Regions from separate parts of the Oryctolagus cuniculus genome. Here region 1 is linked to region 2. Evidence: chromatin contacts called from public Hi-C data. All regions are on one chromosome and are shown on one strand. The core of a region is the stretch at or near the end of the contact, and the rest is flanking DNA. Distances in the headings are between cores, read along the strand shown.

What was found. A called contact is a pair of places that touch in the nucleus more often than the background predicts.
Region 1: a contact with region 2 is called in a Hi-C map of psoas muscle, with 11 times the contacts expected there. The contact joins two enhancer-like sites. A contact is called at or near these places in 3 of 6 Hi-C or Micro-C datasets (ear pinna, psoas muscle and an unstated tissue).

What each region holds. Positions count from the first base shown.
Region 1 is chr6:4,211,527-4,218,363 of mOryCun1.1, reverse strand. The region is part of intron 3 of MCC (MCC regulator of WNT signaling pathway); the gene reads left to right. Among named protein-coding and RNA genes, the nearest start is that of MCC, 140 kb to the left of the region's middle. Within about 2 kb of position 3,568, at least 4 of the 8 cell types and tissues checked have an H3K27ac peak or open chromatin away from gene starts, as enhancers often do.
Region 2 is chr6:3,961,540-3,968,272 of mOryCun1.1, reverse strand. All of the region lies in intron 8 of MCC (MCC regulator of WNT signaling pathway), which reads left to right. Among named protein-coding and RNA genes, the nearest start is that of DCP2, 110 kb to the right of the region's middle. Within about 2 kb of position 4,797, at least 1 of the 8 cell types and tissues checked has an H3K27ac peak or open chromatin away from gene starts, as enhancers often do.

The DNA.
Region 1 (6,837 bases), core at 2,319-4,818, 250 kb before region 2:
CACTCTGCCTGTCAAAAAATAAAAAAAAAGAAGAAGCATTTCCAGACCTAGAATTGTCACTTCCAGATGACTGAGTGATGGAGAAAGACAAATGGAACCTGGCTCTGTGGAGGCCCCACGCGTGGCTCTGTGCACCGTGTCCAGGGCCCTCCCCCAGGGTCTCAGTCGATGCTGCCGTGAGCACAGGTGGCCCCCCAGGCTGAACCCAGGTGCTGCGCCCTGCACCCTGCTCTCGAGGCGGCCTGCCTACCTTTGTGTGCTTTGGCTTTAGCTCAGCCTGTTGTAAGATTTCATCTTGTAAATCCTGTGCTTAATGTTTCTCTGCAAAAGTCATTTCCATTTTCACAGGGGGAAAAGATAATCCTGAGCTGTGCAAATGGACTCGTGTGAATGTAAAAGCTGACAGAGCTTCGTGTGTCTCTCGGCAACTCCAAGCAGGTTTTCCCCAGTGACCTCTGGGAATTGTCACTTGCGTCCAAACCGTGGCGTGCCGAGCTGCTGTCCGATCGCAGTTATGGGCAGATGTCATGATCTGAACTTTACCTGCTACAACGTCATAGGTCACCTAGGAAGACGCTGCACGGTCGTGTGTTTCAGCCAGTACAGGACATCTTGAAAATGTGTGTGAAGGGGCCAGTGCTGTGACATAGCAGGTTAAGCTACCACCTGTTGGGCCAGCATTCCATATGGACACCAGTTCAAGTCCTGTCTGCTCCACTTGCGATCCTGCTCCCTGGGAAAGCAGTAGAAGATGGCCCAAACATTTGGGCCCCTGCACCCACGTGGGAGACCCAGATGAAGCTCCTGGCTCCTGGCTTTGACCTGGCCTAGCCCAGCCATTGTGGCCATTTGGGGAGTGAACCAGTGAATGGAAGACCTCTCTCCTCTGTCTCTCCCTCTCCCTTTCAAATAAATAAAATAAATGTTTACTAAAAAAGTGTGTATGAAGAAGTCAGAGGTGACAGAGGAGAGGTAGGCAGGGTCTTCCTGTTGGATCAACCTCGCGGGCAGTCTTTACGCCGCAGTTTGGGGCTTGTGTCCCCTCCTCTCCACTCTGGCTGGGCAGTGAGGAGGGGTTTTGCCTCTTTTCTTCCTCGCTCCACCCTCCACCAGCTGTGAGTCCTGGCAGGGAGTGGAAGACTGCACGACTAATGTCCCTCCGACTCCCCCGACAGGGGTCCCTCGGCCCAGGAACCTTTCTAAGGTTAGAAACTTGCCTGCTGGGCCGGCGCCATGGCTCACTTGGTTAATCCTTCGCCTGCGGCACCGGCATCCCATATGGACGCCAGGAAGGGCAGTGGAGGATGGGCCCTGCACTCGCATGGGAGACCAGGAGGAAGTACCTGGCTCCTGGCTTCGGATCGGTGTAGCTCCGGCCGTAGCGACCATTTGGAGGGTGAATCAATGGAAGGAAGACTTTTTTCTCTGCCTCTCTCTCTGTCTATAACTCTACCTGTCTGGATGGACTTCCTGACTCCTGGCTTTGGCCTGGCCCAGTCCTGCTGTTGTGGCCATTTGGGGAGTAAACCAGCAGATGAAAGCTCTCTCTGTCTCTGTCACTCTGCCTTTCGTAAAAATAAAAATGAGTAAACATGTTTTTAAATTATACAGAATAATGTGTGTAGAATTTGTTTAGAAATATCAGTTCATGAAAAAAGATGAGTCTTTGAAAGACTGCCCCCCCGTGTGGCCCCTGCTCTGGCCGTGGTCAGGAGAAGACAGAGCTGCTGGGAGGCAGAGTGGGCCCCCCTTGTCCTCTCCCTGAGACCTCCCCTCTGGGCTGTGGGTCACCCTTCTGCTCTGCTGGGTGGTGCTGGGTTCTTCTTGTGTCCCCAGCCCCCCCCTGCGGTGCTAATGTCCAGCGAGAGCGCCCCAGTGCCCAGGGCCAGCTTGTTGAAGTGGTGACATCTGTGCAGGCCCCGGGCTCTCTTGGCTGCCTGGACCTCCCAGGAACCCAGGCCCCCCAGCATTCAGTGTCTGGGAGGCCAGTGCTGACCCGGCACAGCAGGGGGCAGGGGTGCTGCCAGCCGGCATCCTTCGGCATCTGCCCTGGTTGGCTGGCGCTTTGCAACACCAGCTGTGTCTTCTGCCCTTTCGGCAGGCTGTTGGACTGAGTGCAGGAACATGGTTCTGGGGCCTGATGAGAGTGTTGGCACTGACTGACAGTCGGTGGGACACCAGCAGGTGTCACTGCGTCAGTGAGGTGTTGTTTCTACATTGGTTCTCGTTTTGTTCTCTTTCCTACTGTCTTTGGGCAAAGATCCCTGATGAATGGATTTTAAGACATTTTAAGCACACTAGGGGGCAGTGGTCCCATATTTAGACGTCTGATCGTCACCACTTCCTGTGCTTTTTTCTGCCGTGCCTTTGACATAGTGGAAGGGAAGAGGAGTCCCCCACGTGCTGTGAGTGCCGCTTATTCTGCTGTGTTTTGTCCACACAGAGCCTTGCGGCACCCTGCCTCCCGTTTCTTACCGTTTTGTCTTCCTGCTTCCAGTAACTCCTGTCACTGGGGCTTTGACAGTGGAGCTGTTACCAGCTTCCGAATGGTTTGTTGCTTTTGTTAAGAAAAGGCAAAGGAGAAATAGGAAACACACATTCCTAATTTGGCATAGTAAGATGTTCTGTCTTTGTACCTTGTCTTTGAGAATAAAATCATGAATTAAGAATGAGGGAGGGGGCCGGCGCAGTGGCTCACTTGGTTAATCCTCTACCTGTGGCGCCGGCATCCCATATGGACGCCGGGTTCTAGTCCTGGTTGCCCCTCTTCCAGTCCCTCTCTGCTGTGGCCCGGGAGGGCAGTGGAGAATGGCCCAGGTCCTTGGGCCCTGCACCCGCATGGGAGACCAGGAAGAAGCACCTGGCTCCTGACTTTGGATCAGCGTGGCGCCGGTTGTAGCAGCTATTTGGGGAGTGAACCAATAGAAGGAAGACCTTTCTCTCTGTCTCTCTGTCTCACTGTCTATAACTCTGTCAAATAAATTAAAAAAAAAAAACAATGAGGGAGAAGAACATGTACAAATACAGTGGCATGTACCTTATATGTGTAGAGGTGTTAAAAGACAAACCTTAGGGGCATGTATTTGTGCAGTAATTGAGATGCTCATATCCAATAACAGAGTGCCAGGGTTCGAGTCTCAGCTCCACTTCTGATCCAGCTTCCTGCTAGTGTGCACCCTGAAAAGCTCAAGTAGTTGGGTCCCTGCCACCCACGTGGAAGACTTGGATTAAGATCTGGGCTTCTGACTTCTTCCAGATCCAGTCCCAGCTCTTGTGGGCATTTGGGGAGTGAAACAGCAGATAGAAGATCTCTGTCTCTGCATTTCAAATAAATGAAAATAACTGATTTTTTTATTTAGAAAAGGAAGAACTTTACATGGCTTACATTTAGCAGAGTTTAAGTGAGCGAAGATTGATTCACTTTGGGCAGCCCTCAAAACCAGAAAAGGTTCAGAGATTCAGGCGGCACCGCGGGTCGGCAGCCTCTGCGGACAAAACTGGAGTGGGGGATGGACACAGCTTGATTGGTTGCAGCTCAGAGTTTCTGTCTTTGCACATGGTCTGATCAGCTGGCTGCCTGTGATTGGCTGAAGCTTAGCTGCTGTGATTGTATGGGACTCAGCTATTTGCTACAGAAGTATATTCCTAAATTAGGCTTTCAGTTAGCTTCCTTCCTAAGATTGCAGTTCCATATGTTAGGACTCAAAATACGAAGGCATTCTCCGGCCAAGTTTAGTTTAACAGAGGCAGAAAACCGCAAGCTGGAGTCTGCAGGGCTGCCTGCGCCCCAGGATCACTAGGGAATCTTGCTGCCGCTTCTTCAGAGCTGCCTGCCCCTCCTGCCCCCACGAAGTCAGGGCTGTGCTGGGTGCTAACTGCATGGCTGGGAGTGGACGGGGTAGGGGGTGGCGCAGCTGAATGGCCCAGGATAATGGATTGCAAGAGGAAAGCTCAGGGACATTACGTATCCCAGTGGATTATTTATGAGCATGCCTTTGATGGGATATAAGGAGCCTAGGAAAAGGATTTGCTTGAGAGAGAGAGAGAGAGAGAGAGAGAGAGAGAGAGAGACATAGACATTTACTGTGTTAGTTCACCATGCTTACTCTTAGGCGCAGGAGGGAGATAAAATACAGGGGTATCTTATCCAGTGAAGGCTTTGGATTCAGCCAGCCAGAGACCGGGGTGGGAGGAAGGTTGTCTGACCCGGTGTACAGCCCCCGCTCTGCAGCATGGGGACGGAGGCGCCCTCTGTTCTGCTCTTGGTGTTGCTGGCACACACAACACACATGCACGTATGCGTGTGCTGCGTTTTCTCTGCTCTGATTCCGTGCTCTGAGTCACTGGAGAGAAGCGAAGCGCACGGTGGATTTATGTTGGCCCTCTTGACATGGTTGTGTAGTTATTTGTCCTTTAACGACGACAGGGATGGTTAGCGTTAAATGCGGAGAAAAATGCACCTGCCACGTTGACACCATCTGAGGCATCTATCAAAGATGCATGTGGGTCTCAGAGGCCTCAGTCTGAGTGCCAGGATCGCTGGCTGCTTTCCTTACTGGACTTGAGAGTGGAGGGGAGAGGGGTTGGTGTGAGAGGGCAGGGCTGCCTTCACTTCTCAGCTGGTCCTCAGGGGCACAGGGTCACCACTCCCCAGCCCCATCTCTCCTGTGTCTTGGAGGTCATTGGCTTGAGCCCATGGATCAGGGCAAGGCCTTTCCTTAGGGAAAGAAGCAGGCAGGACGGGTCTCTGCTACTGTGATTAATAACTGGCCACATTTGTTAAGTGGCTTTAGCAGGTATCACCCAGCCCCTCGTCAAGCCTAACCCTCCCCCCACACACATACACACACCAGCTGTCACTGAGGGTCCCATTCGCTTCTCAAGGGCTTCTTCATGAGCTGGGCTTCAGGTAGGCCCAAGAAGTGGACATTGCCAGCTACACCTGCGTTGAGGGAAATGGCTGTTTGTTAGCCATGAGGTTTTATTCCATGTTTATAGATGTCAGTAACAATATTTTCACACTGAGGAATAATAATTGCCCTTTCTATTCCAAATGTCAGCTCCCTATGTCCGTCAGTGTCAGTTGTCAGTCATTCTGTCCCTGCTGTGGCCCCACCGCAGCCCAGATTTGGAACTGAGAAGTCCACGGTCACTGGAGAATCGGTGAAGAATACGGATTTGAGTCAGGGACGGGGACGCAGTCCCCCTGCCCCCAGTACTTCCTCCAGAAGTGCTGTCCTCCCTCGCCCTCTTCACGTTTCCTCTGCCTCTGCCCCCTTCCTCCGAGCACTGCCGTTTGCTCACTTCTTCTCGTCTCAGGAGGGATGCAAATACCTCACATTCTGTGTTGTAATTTAGGAACCATTATTTGTTACTGATCTTTCTGAAAAAAAATCATTTAAAAGGCGGAGCTACAGAGCCGAGGACAGGGTATGGAAATGGAGAGATCAATCTTCCATCCTCTGGTTCGCTCCCCAAATGGCCACAATGGCCAGGGCTGGACCAAGCTAGCACTCCATCTAGGTCTGGTACTAAGGGCCCAATCACTTGGGGCCATCTTCCACTGCTTTCCCAGGCACTTTAGCAGGGAGCTGGATCGGAAGTGGAGCAGCCTGGACTCTCACTGGCTGTCACGTGAGATGCCTGAGTCACGGCTGGCAGCTTAACCTGCTGCCCTGCAGTCCCAGGCCTTTGTTGCTAAATTTATCCATAGCGTCTTATGCTTCCACTTTGCACATTTATCAAAGTGTTCCTTTCAGAGAAATGCAGCACTGTCCCTGGGGGATATGATTTTCTTGTCTTGTAGAAACAGGCATTATTGACAGAGCTCTTAAATGAGGCACCATTTACAGAATCTCAACTCAAAATACTCCTGATAAAATCCATCCTGACTCAGACACCTTGTGTTTCACCAGATACTTGAGGGGCTCGTTCACGTGAGAAAGGACGGGTGCTGAGAGTGACTGAATGAAAGTGCAGGGTGGACCTCACGTAGGCCTGCTGTGGCTGGACGCATCCCTCTCAAAGTTCACATTGCCCCTTCCTCCCCGGTGTGGTAGTTTCTGAGAGGTGAGGCCCTTGGGGGAGTCTTGCAGTAGGCTGGAGGGCACAGGTTGTGCCCTTTGGGTCTTCCACCCCTTCTGCCACTTGAGGGTGGCAGCAGGGCCCTGTCCCGGAGGCTCTGGGCACTTTCACCCCAGACTCCCGGCCTCTGGTTCTGTGAGAAGTGAATTTCTGTTCTTCAGAAATTGCCCCGTCTCAGGTATTTGGTTACAGCAGCACACATGGACCAAGAGCACACCCAAATGATCCGTAATAAAATAGAGAGGTTTCTGTTGTGTCTTCACTCCCTTTTCCATGAAGCCAGAAGTAGCCCTTACCATCCAGCTCTGGGACCAGCGTGGTGGCACAGTGGGTTAGCCTGCTGCTTGCAGCACCAGCATCCCATGTTGGGTGCTGGCCTGAGTCCCAGTTACTCTGCCTCTGATCCATCTTCCTGCCGATGTGCCTGGGAAGACAGTGGCAGATGGTCCCAGAAGTTGGGTCCTTGCTACCCGTGTCGGACACCTGGCTTAAGTCCCTGGATCCTGGCTTTAGCCTGGATTCTGTTGCAACCATCTGGGATGTGAATTAGTGGATGGAAGGTCTCTCTCCACCTCTGTCCCTCTCTTTCTCTCCTGTGCCTTTCAGATAATTTGCAAATAAATCAATCAATCACCTTAGAAACAAAACACACTGCTCTGGTTCTTCTCTGTGACCCCTGTTATTCCTGTCTTGGTTTCTGCTTAGATGTATGACATTCAAACCATATCGCATGCAAGTGTTTTTCCTGCTGAT
Region 2 (6,733 bases), core at 3,548-6,047:
CACGTCCCTGTGCCAGGCCTCTCCCGACTGGCACACAGAGCCAGGGCAGCCCCAGGATGGAGTGGCATTTGTAGTGCTGGCAGGCACCTCCCCTTTCTTGTTATGAAGTCACTCTTGAAACACTAATTTATAGAGGTAAGACTTAAAAACTTTTTTTTCTCTGAAATCTTTAAGTGGTTGGTGAAATTCCGTGAAGGCAGTGATTCTTTGGCTTGCACCCAGGCTGTGTGCGTCTTCCCCACACTCAGCTGAAGGATTCCTTTAAAATTGATTAATAACATTCTTGTAACTTGGAAATGCATATATAGATTTCCCCCTCTCAGTTTTTTCTGTGAAGTATGTATTAATATTAGAGGTAAATGCTCTCACTTATCTACACCAAATCTGAGGTGAGATATCAATTTTCCCAGTGCAAAATTACTGAAGTTAAAATAATCGTGTGCGTGTGTGCCTCTGTGTGTACCTATGAGTACATGTAATGCAAGCATGCTTGTATATGTGTATAGACTTCAAAATGTATGCAGGAAATGGAGTCAAAGGATAAGTGAATTTTAGTGAAAAATTTTTGAAATCCATGATGGATCTTCAGAAAGTTGTAAAGTGCATATTATGAAAAAACTTTTTATAGATTTTTAAAGTTCTTTTTTTGTTAGAATTTTTTTTGAGAAGCAAAGGGTTAGGGATCCACTGGATCACTCCCCAAATGCCTGCAACAACCCCTAACCACGGCTGAGGTTGGAAATGCAATGCAGATCTCTCACGTGGGTAGCAGGAACCCAATTACGTGAGCCGTCACTGCCGCCCTCCACAGTCTGCACTGGCAGGAAACTGGCTTCAGGAGCCACAGCCAGGGGTCAAACCCAGGCATTCCACTGTGAGAGCAGACATCCTAACTGCTAGGCTGAATGCCCTCTCCCAGAGTTCTCTTAATCCCGTTATTGCATGAGCTTTCTGAAGGGCCCTCCTGTGTGTGCACCTGTGCCCAGGTGTTCACCCTCGAGTCAGCACTGGGTGAGGAGTACTCTCTGGAGGGCGTAGCATCCGTTCCTGGGGGAGGTGAAACACTTGGCAGAATTGTTGCAGCACTCAGTTTTCCCAGGTGGAGCTCTTTTCTCCAGGAGCCCCTCTGTTTGGCTGTGAATTCGATGTGTGTGACTGAAAGGGTGAGGCAGTGAGTTCTGCAGTCAGGGACTTCGCTTTGATGCGCTAGGCCTGTGCGCTCTGTTTCTCCATCTTCGCCATACAGAAGCTTGCTTCCTCATGCTCCGATGGATAATTTTGCACACAGATCAAGTCGAATTCGAGAAAAAGCTATTTAGTAGGTCTCCGAATCCTTCAGCATTGCTCTTTCTTCCCTGCCTCTAAAGATACCTTGGAAATAACTTCATCAGTAACGTCAGCCTGCGTAGACGATTGTTTTTAATCCCTGTGCAAGTTACTGCACCATTATGCTTAAACATGGAAGAAATGACTATTTTTGAACGCCATCAACTCTCTCCTTTATTTATGGCTAATACCGTAATTAAGAGGCCAGCACTCCCACCTCTCAGATCTAAACGTTGTGTGGTTTTGACCTCTCACACAGAAGCACATTTTCAGAACCCAGCTGTATCGGTTGCCGTGTCCCACATTCGCCTCAGCAGGTGCAGATCCTGCCAGTCAGCAAGGGCTTTATCTGGGCAACCTGATGAAACTGACGTAGCACCAAGGCCCACGCCACCTGTAATTTCCTGGCTGCCCTCCTTGATTGTTATGAGTAATGCGCTAATTAGGTGTGTGCTCTCTGATGGTGCATGTGTCGTGAAGGAAGTGTTGCTTTCGGTATAATTACATATGTGACTTAGAATAAATTTCCTCCTCTGACTTGAGTTACTAAAGCACAAGTCAGCCCTTTGATTGTGACTAGCACAAAATAAAAAAACTGCCCTCCCGCTGCCTTACTTCCATGTTTTCTCCAGCTCTGGGCATCCCTGCTAACAGTGGCATGGTGTGGTGGAGCTACAGTGTGTGCCTGGGCTTGGGCCTGACCTGCCAGGTCACCGTGACTCCTCTGTGCCTCACTGTACTCGGCCATAAAGTAGAGATAATGCAGTCCCCAGGGCAGGAGTAATATGCATAGCGTAGTTAGACGATGCCTGGCACATAGTAAATGCTCCAGAAATAGGTAGCAGTTGCTTAGGATAAAATCCAGAGTTACCTCTTGAATGGTTTATATTTGTGTTTCAATTACTTCCAAATAATAGAATATTGAGGAACTTGTATTTATTTCTCAACTGGAAATGTCCTTGAAATTTGTATGCATGCCCATTAATAAATTATTTCTTTTTATTTTTAGACAGTTGTGGGTTTCAAAAGAATTTTTGAGATAACAATGCCAGTTTATTAGACTTGCAGTGCTAAAAGACATGCCCACCACCATCTCTTCAGTGTATTTCCCTCCTTTGTTTTGCTTGAAAGGCAGAGAGACAGTCACACAGATTGGTTCATCTTCTGTTTGCTGGTTCACTCCCCAAAGGCCCACAACTGCTGGGTCTGGGCCAGGCTAAAGCTGGGATCCTGGAACTCCATCCAGGTCTCCCATGTAGGTGATGGGGCCCATCACCTGCTGCCTTCCAGAGTGCACATTAGTAGGAGTCGAGAGGAGAGCCAGGAGTCAGATGCAGGCCCTCTGAAATGGGATGCAGTATGAGATGCCATGTGGGGTGCCAGGGTTCCAAGTGGCGTCTTCAGTGCGGCACCAGATACCTGCCCCACCCCCAGTGTGTCTCATCTCCCCGAGAAGGAACCTCTGTGGTTGTCATTGTTCGCTGTCGCCCATGTTTAGTTCTGCAGAGCAGCGCAGTGCAGTGCCGAGTTCATCCCTGTGGTGCCGTGCGGCACGGCTGGCTTGCTGTCTCGACAGCGGCTCTGAATGCGTAGTTCATCCAAGTTGCTTAAACGCAGTGGAGGCCGCATTTATTTTTTCTTTGCCCACGTTCACTATAGAATTTTAACTGACCAGATCAATAGAATCTGTGCTTGTCCCTGCCTATAATTAAACAAAGTGCTCTCCATAGGTCTCTGAGCCTTGGTCACTATTTAATTCAATTAGATCTTTAATGTAGTCCGTTAACAAATTGGGCTACTTGACTGAGCAGCAACTAAGGAACAACAGGCAGACAAATTTTATTATTGGTCCCGGTTCATTATTAAATGAGATAATCATTTATTTCTGTGTGCTCTGTTATATAGCCACTTATTTCCTCACACTTAAAGAAGCAGGCTTAATTTAGGCAAGGCACAATTAATTACTGTAGAAAGCAAGTACTGTGTTCTTTATTTATTGGGCATTTCAGTGCTGGGCAGAGTGGTTACTGTGATGAACAGTGCTGAGGAGTCAGGCAAGCAGATCGTGGCCATGGAGTGTGTCTGGTGAAGGGACAGGTGCGCACCCTGAACGTCACAGGTCTGTAGGGTGACGGCAGAGCCCAGCTTCTCCACGTTGTTTGTATTTGTTACCTAAACTGTTTAAGTTACCTGCCGTCTCAAAAGTGTTTTCCCCAGTTTTATGGCAAAGCAAACTTGATGTGGCCACAAGCACATGAATCTGTGTCCCACTAGATCATAAACTTGAACGTAAATACGCCACAGAAGTCCCCTCTGAGCCTCCTGTAGAAGTTCTTCTGGAAGCGCTTCGTGTTCATGGCCTCCAGGTGGTGGTAACAGCTTCTTCCTGTGTCCTCTACGCTCCCTGGGTATTGTGAGCAGGTCTGCGGACTGGTCCCTGTCTCCACGAGGTCTGACTTCTCTGTAAATTCAGGACGACTTCTAGACTTCGTACTCTATGAAACAAGTAAAAACCACCCTACTCTGAAGTTTCTTTCTGGTTTTCCCACTTTCCCTCAAAGTCTGTGTAATGCTTTTTTCATGCTATTTACATTAATTTGGCTCTGTGAAGATTTTGTTGAGGAGCTGGGAGGCTCCTGTCCCCACCAGGGACAGAGATCCACACGGCTGTCTTTTCCAGACAGTTCCTCTTGATGCCTAAATGCAGTGTTCTGTTTATGAAAGATTCCACTGCTCTGTGTCCAGTGCACCCTCATAATAAAAATGAAATCACCTGATTGAGCTAAAATCGTTTAAAGCCTGAAGAAGGACCCTAAATTCCAGCTTCTTAAGTGGATTTCATTTTGGCCCACAGCCTGGAAAGGGACGAGCAAAATTCGCATGCCACCGCACCTCAGAGCCCTTGTGCTTTCCTCTCCCTCCTCCTCCTCAGCAGAAGGTAGCACCGGATTCCTGGTTCTGTAGCCTTTTCCTGGGACGTGAAGCCAGGAAGGGCGAGGCGTGAAAGGAAGGAGGTGTGTCCCTCGCACACGTCACCCCTGGACTCTACGCCAGGAGCTGTTCACAGCCCCAGCCTTGTCACACCCCCTTGTGGCTGTGGCTGCCTGCATCTGCCCATGATCACCCTCGTGCCACAGAGACCCAGTAGCGGTCATTCTGTGCCGTCTGCTCAGCTGGGCAGGGAAGAGATTCAGCGAAGGCGAGTGCCCAGTGCAGTCTGCCCAGCTGGGTGTGCGACACGCGGGCCTGCACTTGGTCCAGAACTTGCCGGCTGAGACTGTTCAGAGCAGGCTCTTACCTGGCCCAAGTCCTGCCCCAGGGTTCTGAATCCCCCGGTGTCGCCCAAGTGCTTGACCTCATCTCAGCACCAGGTCTGATCTGTCATCAGTGGTTCCCCACTGTCTCCTAGGGCACTTGCTGGCTAGTTGTTGATAAATGAGAGTCCGAGTGAAGGCAAAGGGCCTGCTTAGGTAGAGTGATCAGCTGTGTCAGCGTGGGCTTTTTCTTGCGCTTCTTCCTTCTAGTTAACTGGCTTACAGGAGATGGAGTCACCCTCACTAGGACTATTACAGCAACATAACGCAGTGTCATCATAATAGTTATGTGTAAGGGGGGGAGGGGTGAGGTGCCCAGGGCCATAGGTCAAAGGGTACTTGAACTTTTTAATAATATTCTGACTTAATATATTCATAGGGCTGTGATTTTTCTTTTTTTCTTTTCTTTTCTTTTCTTTTTTTTTTTTTTTTTTGACAGGCAGAGTGGACAGTGAGAGAGAGAGACAGAGAGAAAGGTCTTCCTTTGCCATTGGTTCACCCTCCAATGGCCGCCGCGGCCGGCGCACCGCGCTGATCCGATGGCAGGAGCCAGGAGCCAGGTGCTTTTCCTGGTCTCCCATGGGGTGCAGGGCCCAAGCACCTGGGCCATCCTCCACTGCACTCCCTGGCCACAGCAGAGGGCTGGCCTGGAAGAAGGGCAACCGGGACAGAATCCGGCGCCCCAACCGGGACTAGAACCCGGTGTGCCGGCGCCGCTAGGCGGAGGATTAGCGTAGTGAGCCGCGGCGCCGGCCCATAGGGCTGTGATTTTTAATACGTAGATGTACCTAAATAGAGGGCACTAATATGCCAGAATATTAACAGAGGTTAAATCTGGAGTGAAAGTTGTGATTGCTTTTTCTCTTCTTTAGTGTTCAGATTAAGCAAACGCAGACTGCAGAGTGCGTCGTGGAGAGGATCGGTGTGTCCCAGCTTGGGCTTCAGGTTGCCTCCCTCCTGAAAGAGCCTGCAGACGGCCTCAGCCTGGTACTCACCACTTCCTGCCCTTGGCCGTAGCTGCCAGGTGGCTCCACCTGCCCTTCAGGGCTGAGAAAGGGAGCACGTGGCCGTTGTCAAGCAGGTGCCTCTGACAGAGCTGACTGACTGGCTTGATCGTGACACTGGAGAGCTCGGTGTGGCGCATCAGATGCCAGGAAGCGGGCACTTTCCCTTCTCCCTCTCGTGGTGACAACAAATGCGTGAGCATTGCTAGGACGCTATCCCACAAGCCTCTGTGTCAGCAAGTGGGCTGTGAGGCCACAGCGGCCTTCGTCGTGGCCTTGGCGAGCTCTCAGAGACAGGGCGGGGCGGCAGCATCCTGCAGTTACCAGTGACATGGCCAAGAGCCTCTCTGGGCCTCCTCTACCTGCCCCTCCACCGTGGGAGGAAGCGGAACCACAGTCCGTCTGCTGCCCTGCACGGTGCCTGTCCTGTCCCGGGGCACAGTCTGGCGGTGAAGAGCCTCATGTTGAAAGGGACTGCACCTGCTGTGTAGAGCCTACCCTCCCCTGTCACTCGCTAGGGCCACCTGAGGTAGGAGAGAGGGAGTGCAGGCTCCAGCAAGACACAGGCACATGGGGCCCTGGGGCTGCAAAGGCTGGGGCATTGCCTGGACCTGCACAGAATCCCACGGCTCACCCGGTCAAGAAGGACAGCACTTGCACAGGGCCGCTTACCAGTGTAAGCTCAGTAGGGCTTATATTCAAGGCTCTGCAAATACTGATAGTATTGGCATTCCTCAGACGTTTCCAGACTGTACAGGTCCCCCTCAGACTAAACATAGACATGTCAAGGGCCAAACGGGAGCCTAAATCACACTAATAACCCTGAACCTACCCCAGCACTTGCTTGTGGTGGGCAGCGATTTATGGGCATTTTAATCAATTGGAACCAGGATCCTACCTTGTTGAAACTATTATGCCCATTTTAGTGAAGGGAAAATTGAGGCCCATAGAAACTTCCACAGTTGCCAGAGTCTCTGCTGATAGTAACTCTTTGTATCAAAATCTAGGTCCCTACTATGGGGTGTAGGGCCCATTGTTCGGAAGAGTGCTTACTGTATTCTCTCAGGTTTCCCTCCTCCTTCCCCTGCT